2 separate regions of the Sminthopsis crassicaudata genome follow, and region 2 is linked to region 1. The links are chromatin contacts, called in public Hi-C maps. All regions are on one chromosome and are shown on one strand. Each heading gives the region's core, a stretch centred on a gene start, on an enhancer-like site or on the middle of the called end of the contact. The rest is flanking DNA. Distances are from core to core; before and after follow the strand shown. Region 1 holds the start of PDRG1 (p53 and DNA damage regulated 1). Region 2 holds the start of MYLK2 (myosin light chain kinase 2).

Region 1 (3,378 bases), core at 490-2,989:
GTAACTGAGACTTTGTGACAAGTTTTAATTAAGCCCCAAGCCTAAACTATGCAAAAATTGATTTGGGAGGTAGCGCCACAGTGTTCAATCTGGGGTCCCTTACCTTTCTGAATCATATCCTTCGTCCGTGGTCGGGGAAGCTTGATGAACATGTTTCCAAAACAAACCATCACTTTATCTGAAATGGTAAACATGCCACGGTCAGCTTGATAAATCACCAAGTATTTCTGCATCTGGAAGACGTGACCTCATCCTACATTTACTGGCTGTTTGACCCTCCCAAGTCAACTAGGCTATTTCCAGCCCCGGTTTCCTCATCTCTAACTCAGATAATATCTTACAGGGTCGTTATCAGAACTGAGTGAGATAACATGCAGAGCGCTGAACAAATCTTCAGGAGCTATGTGCCAGCTATTATTTATTAGTATTTTTTAAAAATCTTTCTCATCTTTTATTTTATTTTATTTTTATTTTTTTAATTTTAATTTTTATAATTATAACATTTTCTTTGACAGTACATATTCATAGGTAATTTATTATTATTTTTTAATTAGTATTCTTCTAAGACTTCAGGTATTCATAATTCCTGAGAAAGATGGTAAAATATAAGACCCAATTTGGTGCCAAACAAGCAAAGAAAGGAGACCTCTAACTTCTTCTATGGAATTGTTGCTTAAAAACTTATAAAAACAAAACAAAACAAAACACAAACACCCCAAATTCCTATCTTAACTATACAGGAAAGAAAAGTTAGGCGACTCTGGACCCGTGTCCTCAAAGGTATTTCCTGTATCTGTGATAGTACGCTCTGGACCCGGTGAAGAAGTGATGTGAATTTTAGATCTAAATATCCTTTGCTTTGATTTGTTCTTCCCCCCCCCTCCTCACTACACTGCTACAAGCGGAATTAAGGATAATTAAGTGATATGGACCCTCAAAGTCACAGAAAAGCCAGCCTTGCTCCTACTCGGTGTTCCTAAAAGCTCGGGAATTGAGAGTCCCACAGAAGCTAAAGTTTCCCAAGCACAGCGCCTCCAACAGCCCCGCCAGTCCTTAACACAACGCTGAATCACAGCATATAACTATACATAAGGGCCTTCGGGCTTTTGCTTCCAACAAACGGCCTCCCTGTTCGCTACTCTTTTAAATTTTTAAAAATTTAATTTAATTAAAATTTTTTTTTTTTAAAGAGAAAGCACCTTATACTTGATACTGGAGCAATGGTGGCTCCAGCTGGACTGCAGACTCACCCCTGGAAAGGCGTGCTGACGTCAGGGAATGACGTCCGTGACCCCTGACCCCCACCACGCCACGACTTACCTGACGGGCCAGGGTCTCTCTGCAGAGCCCTCAGGGCTTCCCGGTTCTGGTTCCGCTTCAAGTCCAAGTCCACTATCTAGGGAAAAAATCCAAAGCCAGACGTGAGGGTGGAGCCCAGAGAGGGGAAAGGGTCAGGGGGCAGCTTTGGCCAATGTTCCGGCTCAGAGTCGGGATAAGGAAAGCGTGGAGGGGAAAGTGCAGGAATGAGGGGGGCGGGGATTAAGAAGCCCATTCCCCTCGCTCTCGGGCCCATCAGGGACCTGCTGCTTGTCGGCCAACACCGCCTCGGCCAGCTCCTCCACCTCGCTCAGGTAACGCAACACGCGCTCGGAATCGGGCCCCAACATGACCGGCGATGGTGCGGTCCGGCAGCTTCCCTCTGCGCACGCGCCACCACCGCGGCAGCGCACGTGGTCTCGTAAGCTAGGTCGCACGCTGGGGGCGGGGCGGTGGGAACTAATGTGGGACGGCCTTCGGGACCACGTGACGCCTTCTGGGCTCGTAGGAGGGTAAGCTGGAAAAAGTCCGGTACGTCGGCGCCCCCATCCGGCTGAAATTCTCCGGTGCGAAAATGGCTGTCTTCGGGTCTCCTCCTCCGGGACGGCCGGGACTCACCCAGAGCCCCGGTTAAGTACTTTGCCCCTCGTGCCCAATGCGGCATCAGCAACTGGGGAGGGTTGCAGCGAAGAGTGGGGCTTCCTCACCTCCACCCTGGTTACCGTTATCTCTGTAAACTGTGCGAAAAATAAAGCTCTCCAGAGATAATCTCCGGTTAATTTCTGCAGCTGGGTGGTACGGCCGCTTTCAGGTTAGATTTAGACTCCGAAGGGATGAGTTTGGGGCCTGCCCCGTTTCATCTGTAAAATGGGCACCCCCCGGGGCTGAGAGAACCGCACAGAGCACTTTGCAAAGCTAAAGCCCTATATAAAATTTCCACTGCTTTAGCCGTTTTTCTGTGCAAACAGTTTGGTAGATTATGTGACTTATCCAAGTAGCCATGTGCAGGTTGCTCTTTCAGCCTTCAGATCTTCGCCATGATCCCCACAGGTCTGCGGGATCTTTCCGCATCTGTTCACCCCCCTGGTGAGCATCTTCTTAACAATTGATCCAAAGTGAAAATAGTGAGGTGGCATACAAAAAAGGAGCGTTACAACACTGCGTCCCAAGCCGGGAACGTGCATTCCCACCAACGAGACAGTGGGGAGAGTGAACACGGATCTAGCAGCAGTGCCAATGTAGGGCCTTGATGTCCTCTCTCTCCCGGGCTGCTCCTCTTTGGAGCACGCCTGCTGAGCAGGTTACCCACACGGGCTCCTACAGGCCGCCTTTCTCACAGCTTGACTCATTGTCAGGCTATTTCCTTTGAGTCCATAGTGGAGTTTTTTCTTCGCTCCTGGGATTGTTTTGGTTACAAGTTTCTTGATTAGTCTCCTTCCCTGAGTCTGTCTGTCTGGAGACGGTGTCTTCATGTGCGTCCCTGTTAAATGCATCTCAACTATGTGGGTCTCTCAGATTAACGCCCGAACTGTTTTAAAGGGTGCTTCAGGACAGGACTAATCTCTTGCCTACTGTCCAAGTTCTTCTCTTGATTCAACTAAAGACATTTTTTCACACTTCTTAAAAGTCTTTTTTTTTTTTTTTTTTTTTTTTTTTTTTTTTTTTTTGGTGGGGAGGGACTCGGCTTCTGAGTTATGCCTTGGAAAAATAGTGATCAGCAACAATTCCCACTTCCAACCCTCCCCTCAACCCATAAATCCAAAGTTTTTTCCACTGAACCACTGCTCATACTTGGCACACATACTCCATCTGTTGTAAAGCCTCGTCAATATCCCTTTCTCTCACCCACATGTGCAAGAATGTTTGTGGCAGCCTCTTTGTGGTGGCCAGGAACTGAAACTGAGTGGGTGCCCATCAGTTGGAGAATGGCTGGATAAACTGTGGTATATGAATGTTATGGAACACTACTGTTTTGTAAGAAATTGATGAGGTCTAACCAAATGTTGAGGTCTAGATAAGGGTTACCTAAATAAAATTAGGATTAATTGAGGCCTAGTGGCA
Region 2 (3,378 bases), core at 306-2,805, 140 kb before region 1:
TTCAATAAACAGTTAGACATTGGCCGTGATAGCCAGCACTGTATTAAAGGCTGGCAAAGAGCCATCTCGTTCCCACAGATCTCAGTCTAATAGGGGATGGGCAGGGGCAGTGCTAAATAGGATCCTATTCTTCAGAGTTAAGTCCATCTCTCTCTCTTTCCCGGATCACACCCAGATAGGTATCACATCCCCTAAATTGTTCCTCCTCTGGGCACTAGCCTGGGATGGGCGGGGGGTAACCCCGGCAATCCAGGGCCGAGTAGTTCATGTTCTCCATGTGGATGTGACCAGCCAGAGGTGGGGAAGCTTGTGCCTCCAGTGGGAAGGCCCTGAGATTTCCTAGGCCTCAGGACACACATCCAGGGTCAGTGCCCAAAGTCACAGACTGACAGATGATGGAGCTCGGAAGGACTGTAGGGAACAGAACACAGAATGTAAGCTGGGAAGGATCCTAGGACGTAGGCCATAGAGCTAGAAGTGACCTTAACAAGAATAGAAAAACCTCCCATTTTTACAGGACTTTCAAAACTTGGCCAAGTATTCTCCTTACAGCAATCCTTCAAGGTAGTTTGTGCAAGTGTTATAGTGTCGCTACTTTGTAGGAAACTATCAATTTATGAGGAAAAAGGAAGCCAAGTGACCTGCCTATGATGTCATAACTTGCCAAAGCTGGGTTTCAGAACAAGTCTCCCAGCGCTGTGTCTCGAGCTTGCAAGGATCTTAGAATGAAGAGAGAAGAATATTAGAGCTGGGAGGCCTCTGGTCCCCTAATTGCTTTGTTATTTTTTATTAACTTCCCCCCTCGTGTTTTAAAGAAGGAAGCAGGTCTCATGTTGCAGTCTCACCCAGAGTTTCCTACTTGCTCAGTTCAGGCTACCCTCCTCTCCTCATAAGTACGGCTCTAGACTGAGGCTATCAAGCTTTCTTTTGTGTCATGGATCCTTCTCAGAGTCTGGTATAGCTTGACTGCTCAGAATAATGCTTTTAAATTCATAAAATATAAGGTATAGGATTATAAAGGAAACCATATTGGAACCATATGGGAAGTAGGAAATCATACCGAAACGTGGTTATCAAAATTAAAAAACAGCAACAAAGTTCACACACCCCCTTCCCGGAAATGGGAACCCCTGATCCGGAGGGATGTAAAGGGGGTGGTCTCCAGGCCAGACCCTACTACTCCAGCCAGCCTTTTGGTAGCAGGCAGTCCCCAAGGAAAAAGGAGACGCTTGGGTGTCAGGGAGAGCTGGTAAGAAGGGCCAAGGGTGCAGACGCCTGGCTGGTTGGGTAAGTGACTGCTTCCTCCCTCTCTCCTCTCTCATCTGCTTCTGTTTGTTTCCCTGCCCCGGTTCCCCCAAGCCTGAGCCCCTGCTGGCCGGCAGGGTGGCCGTGGGAAGAATGGCGTGTCCTCTGAACCTGGGCCAAGAGGAACAGGTGGCCCGAAAGTCGAAGCTTGTTGGGCTCATAGCTGCATGGCCCCCGTGTAAGGGATCCTTCTCGTCCTGCACCTCCTCCTCCTCCTCCTCTCCTACCTCCTCCTCCTCTCCTGCCTCCCAGCTCTGTTGCACTCGTTATAGGGCAGCACCCGCTCCGGCAGCCACACGTCTCTGCCCTGGTCCTGGCCTGGCCACCAGGTAACCTCCCCTCCCTCCCCTCGCCCTGTCCCCTCCTTCCTTACCACTCTACACCTTGGGAGCTGAGGGCCATTCAAAATCAGGGTTCCCAATCCCCCGCACCATGCCTCAGAATCAGCTCTCCTCCTTCCCTCCCAGATCTCTGGGCTTCCCACCCCTGCTAGGACCCGTCTGGTTCAGGAACTCCCCCTGCTTGCCTCCTGTTCCTTCTGCCCTTCCACTCCCTGGACTGAAAACTCCCCTCCTCTTCCCTCCCCTTCTCTCTCTGCAGGCAATAGTCGGGCAGACTAGAGGCAGACAAGCAGAAGGACCAGCCTCTCTCATGGCAACTACCGGCAGAGGAGCAGCGGAGCCAGGCCCCCCGAGCCCAGAAGCGGGTACAGGTGCTGACACTGCGGGTGGTGGGGAGTGGGAAAAGCCTGTCCTGCTGAGAGAGCCAGGGGTGGGAGGGCTGAGGGCAGAACCCTGCCCTCCCTGCTACCCTCCGGGATAGAATCCTTCTCTCTGGGAGTCTGTGTCCTCAGCTCTCCTCTGCTTATGTCCCTGGATCAGAGGGCAGAGCCGGGAGGGGTACGCTCTGGGCCCGGGTCAGGGAGAAGAGGCTGCTGTCTCCCTTGTCAGAATGGAAGCTCCTTGAAGTCAGGGGCTGTGTTTTTGCCTTTCTCTGCCTCTCCAGCTCTCAGCATGGGGCTTGGGCTACAGAAAGCGCTCAATTAATTCTTGTGGATTGACGGATGCCAAATTCAAACCCCTTGTTTTATTTTATATACCAGGGAAATGGGGGCCCAAGGACAGGAAGTGACTTTCCTCCTCTTTTAAGCCAGCTCCTCAGCCTCCAGTCCAGCGCCTTTCCCACTACTCCCCAGGTCTCTCGGGAGAGAAGGAAGTGCCCCCCAGGTTATCTGTCAGGCGGGAACTCAGGGTCTGGGCACTGGGAAAAGCCTGGCCTATTTCCACTCCCCTTGTTGAAATGATTCGCAGTCACTGTGCTGCGAGCCTCGGCTCTGAGCATTCCTGGAAAGGGGCAGGCAGGATGCAGGGTGGGTCTCCCTGTCAGTCACCCAGGGAGGAGGGTGGGAGCATCTCGGATACGGAGGTAGGAATGTGGGCGCTCTCTAGCTGCCCACCAAGGTCGGGGGAAAGTCTGAAAGGGCGGGAATGTGGGCTCTAACAATAAAGCCATGGGGAAAGAGTGCTCCACTCGGAGTCCAGAAGGATTTGTGTCCAGTTCTCAGTGCCCGGGTGTGTGACCATGGGCAGAGTCCTTCCTCTTTCTGGGCCTCAGTTTCCTATTTTGCAAAATGACAGAACTACATTAGATGATGCTTAAGGTTCCTTCCAGCTCTAACATCCTAGGATGCTCTGACCCTTAGTCCTCCTTTGCAAAGATGGATCAGGGAAGGGTTGGGGAGGCTCTCCTTGCCCTATCTGTTGTTAGGGCTATGGAAATGTAAGTTGTTATTGTTCCCTGGGGAGGATTAAGAAGACCCACTGCAGGGCCAGGGAGCTCCAGCACATTGATTTAGGTGGAGCTTGGGGACCACCCAATTTAATATCGCCTTCTCACTTGCAGATAATGCCCCCAAAGGCAGGGCTGATGAGGCTTCTCTTGTCCAGGAGAAAGGAGCTGTGCCTCCAGGTCAGCCCCTGCCTGGCAGCCCAGGCCCCCCCAAGGAGGGAGCTACTACTGCTGGTGGGGTGGCCCGCCCGGACGGAGGGCTAGGGGAGGCATCCCTGGCAGCCG

What was found. Hi-C and Micro-C count contacts between places; a contact is called where the count stands out from the background.
Region 2: a contact with region 1 is called in a Hi-C map of fibroblasts, with 5 times the contacts expected there. The contact joins the promoter of MYLK2 here to the promoter of PDRG1 in region 1. A contact is called at or near these places in 2 of 2 Hi-C or Micro-C datasets (fibroblasts and hippocampus).

What each region holds. Positions count from the first base shown.
Region 1 is chr2:451,809,258-451,812,635 of ASM4859323v1, reverse strand. It overlaps PDRG1 (p53 and DNA damage regulated 1), which reads right to left and starts at 1,739. Exons shown (of 5, transcript XM_074292781.1): 1 at 1,581-1,739; 2 at 1,321-1,396; 3 at 104-178. The coding sequence starts at 1,667.
Region 2 is chr2:451,945,574-451,948,951 of ASM4859323v1, reverse strand. It overlaps MYLK2 (myosin light chain kinase 2), which reads left to right and starts at 1,555. Exons shown (of 13, transcript XM_074292788.1): 1 at 1,555-1,634; 2 at 1,906-2,011; 3 at 3,208-3,378. The coding sequence starts at 1,957.